Linked DNA regions of Callithrix jacchus: region 1 is linked to region 2. A link is a contact called in public Hi-C data. All regions are on one chromosome and are shown on one strand. Each heading gives the region's core, a stretch centred on a gene start, on an enhancer-like site or on the middle of the called end of the contact. The rest is flanking DNA. Distances are from core to core; before and after follow the strand shown. Region 1 overlaps BTRC (beta-transducin repeat containing E3 ubiquitin protein ligase). Region 2 has its middle 15 kb from the start of LBX1.

Region 1 (6,552 bases), core at 3,381-5,880, 230 kb after region 2:
GACAGATAATTTGAAGAAAACTATCAAATAGCATATATAGGGTAGGAGGCAAGAAAGCATTGAGTTATTGCTAGTATTACCTATACATACATACATGTTCTGTACTCAGAATGAATGATAACCATTTCAAAGACCACACATTTCACATGAAAAACATACAGAGTCTGATTTGTGAGCAGTCCTCAAATTTTATACATTTGGCTTTTATTAATTCAAACTAGGATGGTCCCCCTGGAAGTGGATCCTGTATGCAGAATTTTGACTCTTGTTGAACAAATGTACATTTCAAGCCATTATATAGTGGCACTGCCAGCCAGTTAACAGTTCAGTTTCAATGATGTCAGCATCTTTATCTTCACAGCAGCATATGTTTGTGCAATTATTTGACTATTTTATTGCATTTTATCCTTATTCTATAAAATAATAGACACTGGGAAAATTAAAATACTGGTAGTGATAAGCAGCAATCTAGAGAAAAGATGGAAATCATTAGGCACACTGAAATGACCCTTTCTCTGTCTCTTTTTTTTTTTTTTTTTTCCGAGACAGTCTCTCTCTGTTGCCCATGCTGGAGTGCAGTGGCATGATCTCAGGTCACTGCAACCTCTGCCTCCTGAATTCAAGCAATTCTCCCTGCCTTAGCCTCCTGAGTAGCTGGGATTACAGGCATGAGCCACCACGCCCAGCTAATTTTGGCATTTTTAGTAGCGATGGGTTTCACGGCATTGGCCAGACTAGTCTCGAACTCCTGACCGCAGGTTATCCACCTGCCTGGTCCTCCCAAAGTGCTGGTATTGCAGGGGAAAGCCACCATGCCCGGCCGAAAGTGACCCTCTCTTAATTAAGCCTTGATTAAGCACCGAATTAAAAGTGCATGTGTTGCACAACCACGCGGCCCTCCCCAGCCAGCTAGGCGCCCTCCCCTACCTCTCCTGGCCTCCCGACTCTTACCTCGGAGACCCCCAGATGGTGAATTCTGCGGCTAGGGCGAGCAGGTGCCACAGCAACTGCCTGCGAAATCAACGGGAGGAGGAGGAAGAAGAGGAGGATAAGGAGAACACGTCAGCGGCCAACCACTCGGAGGAGGAGAAGGAGGAGCTGAAGAACCCCCCACCACCGCCCCGGGCCCGGACCAGCCCAGACAAGGACGAGGGCGACCTTCTCTTCCTAGAGTAGAAGGCTGAGGGGGAGAAGGAGCGCCAGGTGGCGAATAACGCCCGGGAGCGGCTGCAGGTCCTCGACATCAACAAGGCCTTTAAGGATCTGGGGTGCATGTGTGAACTGCACCTCAACAGCAAGAAACCTCAGACCAAACTGCTGATTCCTCACCAGGCAGTCTCAGTCATCCTGAACTTGAAGCAACGAGTGCGAGAGCGGAACCTGAACCCCAAAGGCTGCCTGTTTGAAACGGCGAGAAGAGGAGAAGGTGTCGGGCGTGGTCGGAGACCCCCAGATGGTGCATTTCGTTGCCCACCGAGGCCTGAGCGAAGCCCACAGTCCCGCCGGGCACTTGTGAAAGTAAACAAAACCAGAAAGCAAGCAACAAAACATACAGTTTGTCAGAAAAGAAAAAAAAAATGCCTTAACTGTGAAATGTGGAGAAATCGAAACATACCACTCCAGGGAGATACTGTGGAAACCTGGCTTATTCTTCAAAAGCCACCAGCAAATTGTGCCTACGTGTAATTTTTTTTTAAAAGGAAAATAACATTAGTTATAAGTTTTTTTTTTCTTAATGTAGGTGAAAATTAGCAAGGATGCTGCCTTTGGTCTCTGGGGGTTTTTTTTTTTTAAGCTTTTTTTTTGGCATATGTTTTGTAAGCAGCAAGTTTTTTTGTATAAAAGTTCCATGTGTCTCGCTACTTCTGCTGTTTCTAGACTGAGCATTGCATTTCCTGGTCAACCTGATGATTAAACGTTGTATTTTGAAAAAAAAAGTGCATGTGTAAGATGTTGGAAATATATTAAAGATTGTTTCTTTTAAAAAGAATGTAATTATGGATTTTTAAAATATTTTAGCCAGTGTTGAAATCTATTGATCGTCTTCTGCCTTTACAACTTTTATATACATTCAGTAAGAAAAGTAGAGATTACCTGACCGGGCACGATGGCTCATACCTATAATCTCAGCACTTTGGGGGGCCGAGGCAGGCGGATCATGTCAGGAGATCGGGACCATCCTGACTAACAGAGTGAAAGCCCGTCTCCATTAAAAATACAAAAAATTAGCCAGGTGGGGTGGCACATACCTGTAGTCCCAGCTACTCAGGAGGCTGAGGTTGGAGAATCGCTTGAACCCAGGAGGCGGAGGTTGCAGTGAGCCAAGACTGCACCACTGCACTCCATCGTAGGTGACAGAGTGAGACTACATCTCAAAAAAAAAAGTAGAGATGACCTGAATTTGCTACATTTTATCTTATTCTGGAAATAGTCTGCCTATAGAAGCGATATCTGAGGCTGATGTGTCTTTCCAGATGCCTGCTTGGTTACTTAAATAATTATTTCAAGTTTTGAAATAATAGACTCCTTTATTGCTGAGTATTTTGATATGTCTATGATACAGCTAATATTTATTTTCAGGCTAAAATGAGGCATTATCTGATATTTAGAGTAAACCAAATCCTCTTATTATGAGATAGTCAGATTTCCTTAAGTTTTTTCTTTTAATTTTTTTATGATGGGTCCTAAAAATTAAACTCTTCACTCTAGGTAAAGGGTTTATTGCTTTATTGTTTTGTTTTGTTTTGAATAATGTTGGATTTTTCCTAATTGACCTAACTTCCACAGTACCTCTAATGGAAGAAGGGAGATCCAAATAACTTTGGGGGCCTGATGTTGCCCCAGTTTAAGAAGCACAAACCAAAAGGATGGAATTGATGAAAACCTTAAAGAGGTGATGGGAACTTCTGCGGATGACTGTCCTTATGAGACAAATTCTGGCTGTGGGAAGTTAAGACTCATCTGTATTCTCTGGGGTCTGGAGAAATACTGTTACTTTCTTTATACTATGAGACTAGCTTCTTGTTATCCATCTTTCTTTGTGCGGAGTAGAGGCCATTGTACCACAGAAGTTCTTTTTGTGCTATTCAGGAATCATTATTGGACATTTTGTGACTGCCACAACTATTTGTACCATCTTTTGCTATTGTTCTGCTTTATAGGGTAGTGTTTTGTTGTTTGTAAACTTGGTATTTTATGTCTACTGCCAAGCTACAGAATCTTAGTAGATATAATTCAGAAAACTCTTTCCCTTGTCATTTTTCATGAAGAGAGAAGCCCAGGTTATTTACAGATGACTCATTGAGGGAAAACAACAACAATCTCTTGACTGTGTGGCTGTTTAGGTATATAAGAACTGTAGTACTTTACCATTGGGACCTGATACTCATGAGTTTGCTCTTCCTGGGAGTGATGTTGAGTAGTTGTGAGCTTGTCTAAGCTTATTCTCAGTCCTCTGAAGAACAAGGCTATTATATTGAAATAGTTATCTGGGCTTTGGGATGCAGTACATCACAATGAAACAGGATTTTGGAGTGTGCTTTCTCCTGCTGGGTTATCTGTTATCTGCCTTTTAAAGTTCTCAGGTGCACCATTCTAATCCTCCAGACCTTTGTTGCAAACCTATTATCTCTGGCTTGGTATGAATTAAATTGGAATTCTGTGTCCCGTAAAATTGACATGAAGAAAAGGAGCATTCATTTTCATACTTGATTCTTTAAGAAAAAATTCAAGTTTTAGCCTGATTGGGTGTAACTTTTTACATGTGTTGGATTAGATGGTCTTAAACAGAAGGGAAAGAATAGCAATCAAAGTAATCTCATTTTATGTTTTTATGTTTCACATATACACATACATATACTACATTATGTCAAATTAGTAAATACAAAGCTTTTGAATATGAATGTAAGTTTTATATTTAAAAGAAAGTATATGATTAGTTTTACCAAAATATACTTGCTATTGTTTGTTGTAGCTTCTACCATTTATATGAGCCATTGTTTGGGGGAGTACCTGTTTTGTTACTGGTAATAAAATATAAGGGAAATTTTAATATAAGAGCATATTTCCCCTAGATTTTAAAAAAGCAGGTCATTATTTGTGTCAACTACAGCACAGTGCAATCTTTTGGGGAGAATTGGTAAAATGAGGATAAAATGAATACAGGATTCCAGCAGCTTGAAAATAACATAGTATTTGACCAAAATCTCTTGTATTTCCTACTCTGGTTCAATTCCAGTAGTCCTGGAAATGTGCCTATGGACTATTTACAGTGAGATTATAAAACTGAATCATGATTTTGGTGACTAGAAGCCAGAGCATGTGGCTACAGCACCCCAGCTGGCAGTAAGCTCTCCCTAGGTTTATGAATGTAGTTAGATGGTCCCCAACTGTTTACAAGACAGCAGAGGTGAGATTTTTGATTGACAAGTCAGAAATGCATTAGATCATTCTCTCTGCCAGTCTCTGGTTCATGCTGTTAAAAATGTCAGCCTCCAAGTTTGAATGGCAGCCTGAGGGCCTTAGAAGCTTTTTGTTTTCTGAGATGGAAACACAAATTGGATGTGTGCCTGAGCGCTTCATCCTGGGCTGTAATTTCATCTTTTAGCTAAGAACCACAAGGTACACGAGCAAAGCACCCTGTAAACAATAATACTGTGGAAAAAAAATAAACAAGGTCGTGTTTCTGGTACGTTGATCCGATGGTGTCCTGACCTCTATCACGTTGAACATCTCCACCCTGATTGCTGTTCCCTTTGGCATTACAATGAGAGAAAGAGAGACTGACATAGGAAGAAAAGATTTAAAGTTGCAGTATCGTTGCACATTCCTTGTATTGGCTATGAAATATTGAACTGTCAGAATGTGACACTTGGTTTTTTAAGCAACCTTTCTTGTTTGAGGTGTTTGCAGTTCATTCCTTTTTCCCCCATTTGTCTGCTTTCATTGATAGGGTTGGAAGCAGTTGCCTTAAATGCATGAAAAGGGACAGTGTTAAAGAGAAGTGGTGCTGATGGAGCCAAACAAACTTAACCCTGGGAAATAAATGTAGGCTGTGGGCAAAGGAGATAAAGTTGGGTTAGTATATTATTAATAGTGGGATTTATGGAACACCCTATTATAAGGAAGAATCAGATTAGGTCGCAGTTCTGTTTTTTTGGAGGCAGGAAGTTGGGAAGGTGGTATTAGGTAAAGAGATCCATTGAGATAATTTATTAAACTGATAGTCTGCTATATGGCAGTATTGCCAGGCCAATCAAAATTCACCCAGCAATTTTATTTATTGCTTTGATTATCCAGTGTCTTCAACAAGTGGTAAAATTATAGAAGACCTTAAAATTTTGGAAAGAAAATTTTTTTATGTGGAAAGTTTGTGTTTATAGTAAGAAAGTTCATTAATAGATAATAATGGAAGAAACATTGTGCTTATATTAGTCCAACTTATGGCACATGAATAGAAAATCTTCCTTGAAAAAGCCACCATATATTTTTGGAAAATATTTTGTAGTAATAAAATGAGTTTTCTATTATGTTTTGAATTACATCTTTTTTTTCAAGCTATGAGTAGGAATTTGTAAATTACAGTACATCTTAAAACAGCATATATATTTGAAAAAACTTTTTTCTTCTAAGGAAGCACTGTTGATCTATGCTCTCATTTTCATCCATTTTTGGGCGTAGAATTTGTAAGTAAAGTTTTAACTGAGAATAACCTTTATGTAGTTCTTCTGGAGTATTGAAAAGAGAGTTTATATTGAAAAGTACATCAGTGGCTGAGCACTGTGGCTCAAACCTGAAATCCCAACACTGGGAGGCTGAAGTGGGTGGATCACTTGAGCTCAGGAGTTCCAGACCAGCCTGGGCAACATGGTGAAACCTTGTCTTTACCAAAAATACAAAAAAAATTAGCCAGGCGTGGTGGCACTGGTCTGTGGTCCCAGCTACTTGGGAGGCTGAGGTGGGAGGATTGCTTGAGCCTTGAAGGTTGAGGTTGCAGGGAGCTGAGATCATAAGACTGCACTCCAGCCTGGGTTGAAAGAGTGAGACTCTATCTTTAAAAAAAAAAAAAAGCAACATTTAGCTTAGCCCTCTCCTCTGCAGATATGAAAGGCAAGAGCTGTTTTGCTTCAGTCCAGTGAAATGCACTGGAAAAATGGTGTTGGTAATTCCTGCTTTGAGGTCATGCTAGAAAGAGAGGAGATAATACTTGTAAAATATAAGTCCTGCTCCTTTGTATCCAGATTTTTGTCCTTAAAAATATTGTGCTCAGAAAGTAATACCAAAGGGAGGGATATTAAGAACTAGTTATTGTTATTTTTAAATATTGCTCTGAATTTTTAAAGCATAAACATTGATGTAGATTTGCATTTAAGCTATGAGAACCCACTGTCTTGACTCAGTAGGGGAGTTTTCAAAAATCATTCTTGTAGAAATTGATCTCTCATTGGCTGATTTCTACAGGATGAATGAAAACAAACCATTTTTTGCAATCTTAGAAGAATAAGAGGAATACAAGTATTTAATAAATGAGACTGAAATGTGCTTTTATGGAGT
Region 2 (6,417 bases), core at 303-2,802:
CCTCCTGTCACACATTCAGACACACTGCTCCCTTTCTCTAAGGACAGTCTCAAAATTGAGGACAAACACCTAGAGTGACCTTAACAGACTGCGTCCTCCCACACCTGCCCAGGGGTTCATCCCACCCTGATCCTTGCTTCTCCTAAATGTTCAGGATTGGAGAAGTTCCTGCAGTGGGTTGCGAACAGGTCTCAGGAGTGGGTCTTGGGTGGGTGTGGCTCTGCAGGGTCAGGGGTTCAGTGTCAAGAGAAGGTGGCAGCCTGGGACGGTGTGGGGGAGTGTTTGGTGCCCCAGGGCATCAGTGCTTGTGTGTGTCAGGCACGTGAGGGCCCCATGAGGGCATCATGGGGCACAGAACTTCCTGCTGCACCCTCTACCTATTAAGTTTTCTGCCAGGATGTCACCAGAAGCTCAGGGATATATGGCTGTTCTAGAAGTGCCAGGCAGAGCTGTCACCACCTCTCACCAGTTTTTATCTACTCTGAACAACTTGCCCAAGACCCCTGGACTGAGCCTGGGTTGGCACTCACTCTTCCCCTGACCTTTCCCTCTGTAGTGTGCTAGCTGGGGAACATGGCCCATCCAAATCAGGCCTGATGATCACACTGTAGGCAAAGAAATTTCTTCTTATTTATGCATTGTTACTTTTATTTCAATTAATTAATTAATTAAATTGAGATGGAGTTTTGCCCTTGTCACCCAGGCTGGAGTGCAATGGCGCTATCGCAGCTCACTGCAACATCTGCCTTCCTGGTTCAAGCCTCCTGAGTAGCTGGGATTACAGGCACCCACCTCCACATCCACCTACTTTTTGTATTTTTAGTAGAGACGGGGTTTCACCATGTTGGCCAGGCTGGTCTCAAACTCCTGACCTCAGGTGATCTGCCCTCCTTGTGCTGGGATTACAAGTGTGAGCCACTGGGCCCAGCAATTTATGCATTGTTACTTTTAATTGACAAGTAAACATTGTATATATTTATGCTGTGCAATATGATGTATATACCCTGGTGCAGGGCAAGAAATTTCTTCCCTCCACGTATCCTATCAGCTGGGAGGCAGCCCACCCCACAGCAGGAGTGAGAGAGATAAGATTAGTGCAGAACTAGCAGTGCAGGTGGAATTCAGCAACACTGAGTCATCCCTTCCCTGTGCAAACTCATGAATATCGGAGGAGCCCTGGTGCACCTTTGGGAAAGGGACCTCCTCCCTGAAGGCAGCAGGATAGCTGAGAAGACTGTGAACTAATTATAGGAATTTCTCAGCTTCCCCCTCGGCAGCCTGCCGCAGTGCCCCACAATAGACAGCAGAGGGCGCTCCTGCCTAACCTTTCCCAAGCAGAGCAGGGTGCGAGGACCCAACTTTGCGAGCCGGGAGAGTTCTGATCTTTGCCCGCAGGGTACCAGGAACTGAGCTGGGGGCCGGGCTCGGGTAGGAATAGAAGTGAGAGGGGCTCATAACTGGGCCCCAAGGAGAACCTTTTTTTTTTTTTTTTTTTTTTTTTTTTTTTTTTTTTTAGCTCCCCAACAGCAGAGACATGGGGTGGTCCCTTCCTCAACCCCACCCCAAACCCAATCCCTGAAACAGCGTCCCGCACGTCTGCCGGGTCCGAGTGAGAGTCCCCCTAGCCAATTCCTTGCGGGCCTCTACTAAAGGCTTCACTTACAAGAAGTGAAGGTCAGAGGCTGGGAGCGATGGCTCACACCGGTAATGCCGAAGCTTTGGGAGACCGTGAGTTATGATCATGACACTGGACTCCAGCCTGAGTCAGAGTGACAGACAGAAACCCTGGTCTCTATTTTTAAAAGGAAGTCCGGGCACCGTGGCTCACGCTCGTAATCCCAGCATTTTGGGAGGCGGAAGAGGGAGGATCTCTTGAGCCCAGAAATTCAAGACCAGCATGGGCAATATAGCTAGACTTTGTCTCCACTAAAAGTTAAAAAAAAAAAAAAGAATAGCGGAGGCTGCAGTGAGCCAAGATCATGTCACTGTACTCTAGCCTGGGTGACAAAGTAAGACCCTGTCTAAATAAATAAATAATTTAAAAAAATAAGCCAAGCATAGTGGCGCGCGTCTGTAGTTCCAGCTACATAGGAGATTGAGGTGGGAGGATCGCTTGAGCCTGGGAGGTGAAGACTGCAGTGACCCAAAATAGCGCCACTGCACTCCAGCCTGGGCGATAGAGTAATAATAAATAATAATAATAATAAAATGGGGTGAATCGTGTTCACGCATAAGCGTGTGATTTGGGAGTGGGACCGCGTCAATGTGGATAGCCGAGCTCAGGTGGGTGGGGAAAGGGGTGGCTGAAGGGCGCACGCTGCTGCTGAGCATCTCCGTAAGTACCGCTAGGTGGCGCTCGAAGCCCGTGTCATAGAGAAGCGCGGCCTTTCGAAGACCTGTGCACAAGAGGGGATCGGCTTGGAGACCCGAGAGGGCTGCAGGAAGAAAGAGCCCAGACCCTATGATCCTCCCAGAAACAGCGGGATGGCCCGGGTACAAGGGGCCTTTGCGGCAGCCAACGTTCCCCGGAGGCTTAAAAGGGGGCGAGGTGAAGAGGAGGACAAAAGTGTGGCAGGCGCTGCGAGGGAGGGAGGAGGCATCCCCCAGCCTTCCCTAGGATCTTGGAGGGGTGGGAGCCTGTCGTCGACACACGTGCGTCTCTGGATTTATGGGTTCCGTTCTAAGATTTCTAGGAGAAGAATTCGGGATCTTAGAGGCCAGATTTGGCCCTGGAGTCAAACGTACAAGGGCATGCCCCTCTGTTTTTCTCCCAGGATCTGCGGGTCTGTGTGTGAGCAGCTGCTCTGGGCTTGCGCCTGGGAGGGCAGAGGGTGTGGGCCCCCGGGCCTTCGGGCTCCCTTCCTAGCTCTTCCTTCGGACACCCACAGCAGCTTCTCCTGATACTGGAAGATCTGCCCCCAAGCTTCGAGGAACTGCGATCCGCCCCCCATCCCCGCATCAGCGCCCAAGAGAAAGGGGAATAGGGTTCTAAAAGTATCCAACTCAGGCCCGTTCCCCAGATCAGAATTAGTTTCTCGGGGACACCCCCGCGCCGCGGGCCATTCTCTGCCTGGGGCCTTTCCCGACGGATCCATAGGGCCCAGCCTGGCTTCGACGGCGCCTGCAAATTAGAGACTCTGATGCCTCAAACTTGTGGGGTCCTGCCTTCAGCCCATCCCCCTCTCCCGAGGCTTGGCGTGAGGGCCCTATCCTTCCCACTCCTCTTCACCCTCCGAATTTAGTCGGGGGCCTGTGTGGAAGGAAAGGAAGACCTGGAGAGACCGAGTGGCCTCACTGCCACAGTGCAGCCTTGGATCCTGCCTGGCCGCCGTCTAGGAACTCGAGATCCGAGGAGGGGCCAAAGCAGCCGGCGCCGGGGTCAGGCCTGGCGGACCCGAGCGTGTCGGTGAGACCTGGACCCACAGGCTTCTTTCTCAAAAGCAGAGGGTGGCAGCCGGGAAAGGATGCGTTCCCATTGCAGGGGCGATGGAAAACTGGAATCAGAGACTGCAGGAGGCGGGGCATGCGACCCCGGAAGATGCCTTCCTGACTTTCCAGGCCTGCTTGCCCAGCTCCGGGGGTCTTAGCAGCATCCTCGGTGGTTGCCAAGCCCCTGGGAAGGGGGTAGGTGGAGCTTGAAAGGACTCTGGGTCTCTCTTTGGGACTGCAAAGTCCCCTCAACTCTCCTGGCCCTCCCATCCGCCCCCTACTCGTGCCAGCGTAGGGTAGCCCCGAGCCTAGCACGCTGAGATGTGGGAAGGTGTGGGTTTGCCGAGTGGGTGGCCCCAACAGAACGAATCCAAGGTTCTGGGAGGAATTGGGAGACGTGAAGGGTTGGGTATCTGCCGCCCCGGGATGGGCCACCCGCTTTGCGGCTTCGGCTCTGCAGGCGGCCCGGCCTAGCGCGGAATGAAGCCTGCCCCTGAGAGTCCCCGCCTCCTCCCCGAGGCCGGAGGTATTAGTGCTGCTTGATCAGACCTCATTTCCTGCGAAAATGGAAACATATCCAGGGTCCTTAATAAAGTGAATGAGGAGGCTTCGGTGTAATTGGGCTTCCGTTTGGTGGCTATTTCCTTAAACTGACAGTGGGAAAAAAAATGTAAACTCACGGTGCTCAGATGTAATTGTATGATTATCAAAAAGAGTGCAGGATGGATTATCAGGGCAACAACCTACAATCTGAGAAATGGGCACAAACGCTTACCCAGACCAGCGACCCAGAAGTCCCGGACTTCCACACCAGCCTGGTATCCAAGCGCGCACCTCTGCAACCTTCAGCCTCTCCTGCCAGCCAGAGACCCGCCCTGCCGCTGCCATCCGGACACGCGGGATCTTTATTTATACGCTGGGGTGGGGGTGGGTCTTTTCCCTCCCTGCAGAGGAGGAGCGTCCTCTAAGACAAGGGGCGGCCTGGCTGCGAGTCCCCTGACCACCTGCCCGGCCCGCGTGCGCTGGCTGCATATTTCTATGCATAATCCAATTTTCTCCGTGACTATCTAGTTAAATTCTTTAACAACAGCTACATAATTAGAATTTGGATTCCCATTAATTTTCCTTGGGCCTCGAACCATTTGCAGCTCACACTGGTAATTAATGCGATACATCACTAACTTTACCCAGCGCAGGCCAGCCCGGCTCAGGTCGCTGGGCCAGCGCCGGGCACCCTCCTGCCCCTGACTCTGAACCTTGCTTCCCGGGTAGGAGCCGATTTCCTCCCTCCAAAGCCAGATGACTCGGGCCCGCGAACCAAAAGCCTTCTTTCCAGGAAATTTCACAATTAAAAATATTTATCGGGAGCAGATTTACGTTTCTGGGTTTCCAGTCTCGGGGCGTCTGGGTAGGCTATTAAGAGTAATTAGCATCTTTTGCGCATGCAGATTTACTTCGCTCATTGCCACATAACTCATCCCTAAAAGCCGGCGCAGGCGAATGCAGGCGCCGCCGCCAGAGCCACCGCCACAGCTACCGCTGCTACCCGCCCAGTCCCCGCTCCCCTACTACGCTGTCGGCTACTAGTCTACAAGGCCCGAGTTGTCCGCTCCAGGCCCCAGAGGCTGTACACGGAACGAAAAGGCTTCCATCCTGGAGACCTGGAGACCTGGAGACGAATGACGCCAGAGAGACCTCAGGCGGCGGGGGAAGGCCCAGACCAGGCTCTCCAGGCTGGGGCCGCACCGTCTGGACCCCAGGCATCGCGACCACGCACGTGTGTGCACCACCGAGTGAGCGCTTCTGTGTGTGCACGCTCACGTGCGCGCGAGTGCACATGAATATGGTTGCTAGTGCGCGTTCCTGAGAGCGAGGGCGCGCGTGGAAAACGAGCCGATCTTCATCCTCCCCTTCCCTGCAGCCCACCGGTTCCCAGGACGACGCTCAAACGTCAGTCCTAGGCCACCCAGCTAGGGCACTGAGTTTCCGAGGGAGACTCGGGCCCCTACCTTGCCTCGAATTCCCTTCTACAGAGCCAGTTCCATCCAGCCAGACGGCCTGGAGCACTCAGCGCCCAGCCGGGGGAACTGGGAGGCCCAACGCCCGGCCGCAGCCACAGCCGAGCGCACGGCTGGCCTGGTACGGGTGAGAGGCCGCCAGAGAAAGCGCAGGCGGAGCCGGGGGTCACTGAACAGAGACTTTCAGGGCCGCTGGGGGGCGGCCGGAGACGAGGAGGACAAGCGGTTGAAGGGCTGTGGGGGTGAGGAGTGGTGGTGGGGCGGACAAAGGGACAACGTGGTGGCGGACGAGCCAGGGCCAGGGAGGGCCGCTGTGGCTCCCGCTCCTCGGGCCGAGGCACCCACCACGGATTGGTTATTAACGCGCTGGGAAGTCCGCGAGCCGCCCAACTTTCTTCTCTTTAATGAGCCTAGAAGAAGAGGCTGCCCTGAAGGGGTTTGTTCATTAAAGATGTAGCTGGAGGAATATTGTCTCATTAATTATCTGGTTTTAATTACACTCCTACCCTTTGAATCCAGAGATAGGAAAAGTTGATTTGTTGGCGCCGCCCCCTTTAGCTTAAAGGTTCGGCGGGGCTAGGGGACGGGGAGGGGCTGCTTAGGGACTGCTTCCGCCCAGGAGGGTATGGGCAGGCGTCTGGGGTATATCCCGCCAAGAATCCCTTTGCAACGTGTGTCCATGCCTGGGTGTGTATGCATGGACCTAAGTGTGTCTGAGTGTGTGTGACCACGTGCAGCTGAGAGGCCATGTGGACGTGACTTGGGTGTCTATGTGTGCTCCCCGCCCGGGTGTAGTTCTGTGTTTGGGTGTACATATGGGTAGCTGAGTGTGTCTACAGACAATTTTGTGCAGGGGTCTAAGTGAACAGTAACGTGACTGGGTAACTGTGTCTGCGGTGTCTAAGTCGGTGGCTTCCTGCCTGTCAGTTCAAGTGACAGTGTCTGACCTCATCTCTGGGTCTCTGCTGTG

Evidence for each region. A called contact is a pair of places that touch in the nucleus more often than the background predicts.
Region 1: a Hi-C map of skeletal muscle shows a contact between it and region 2, with 9 times the contacts expected there. The contact joins two enhancer-like sites. A contact is called at or near these places in 3 of 3 Hi-C or Micro-C datasets (induced pluripotent stem cells and skeletal muscle).

The regions. Positions count from the first base shown.
Region 1 is chr12:94,391,176-94,397,727 of calJac240_pri, forward strand. All of the region lies in intron 1 of BTRC (beta-transducin repeat containing E3 ubiquitin protein ligase), which reads left to right. It also overlaps the pseudogene LOC144578733. Among named protein-coding and RNA genes, the nearest start is that of BTRC, 86 kb to the left of the region's middle. Within about 2 kb of position 4,631, at least 2 of the 16 cell types and tissues checked have an H3K27ac peak or open chromatin away from gene starts, as enhancers often do. A contact at or near this core is called in skeletal muscle, where this site is marked.
Region 2 is chr12:94,163,154-94,169,570 of calJac240_pri, forward strand. No RefSeq gene overlaps it. Among named protein-coding and RNA genes, the nearest start is that of LBX1, 15 kb to the right of the region's middle. Within about 2 kb of position 1,553, at least 1 of the 16 cell types and tissues checked has an H3K27ac peak or open chromatin away from gene starts, as enhancers often do. A contact at or near this core is called in skeletal muscle, where this site is marked.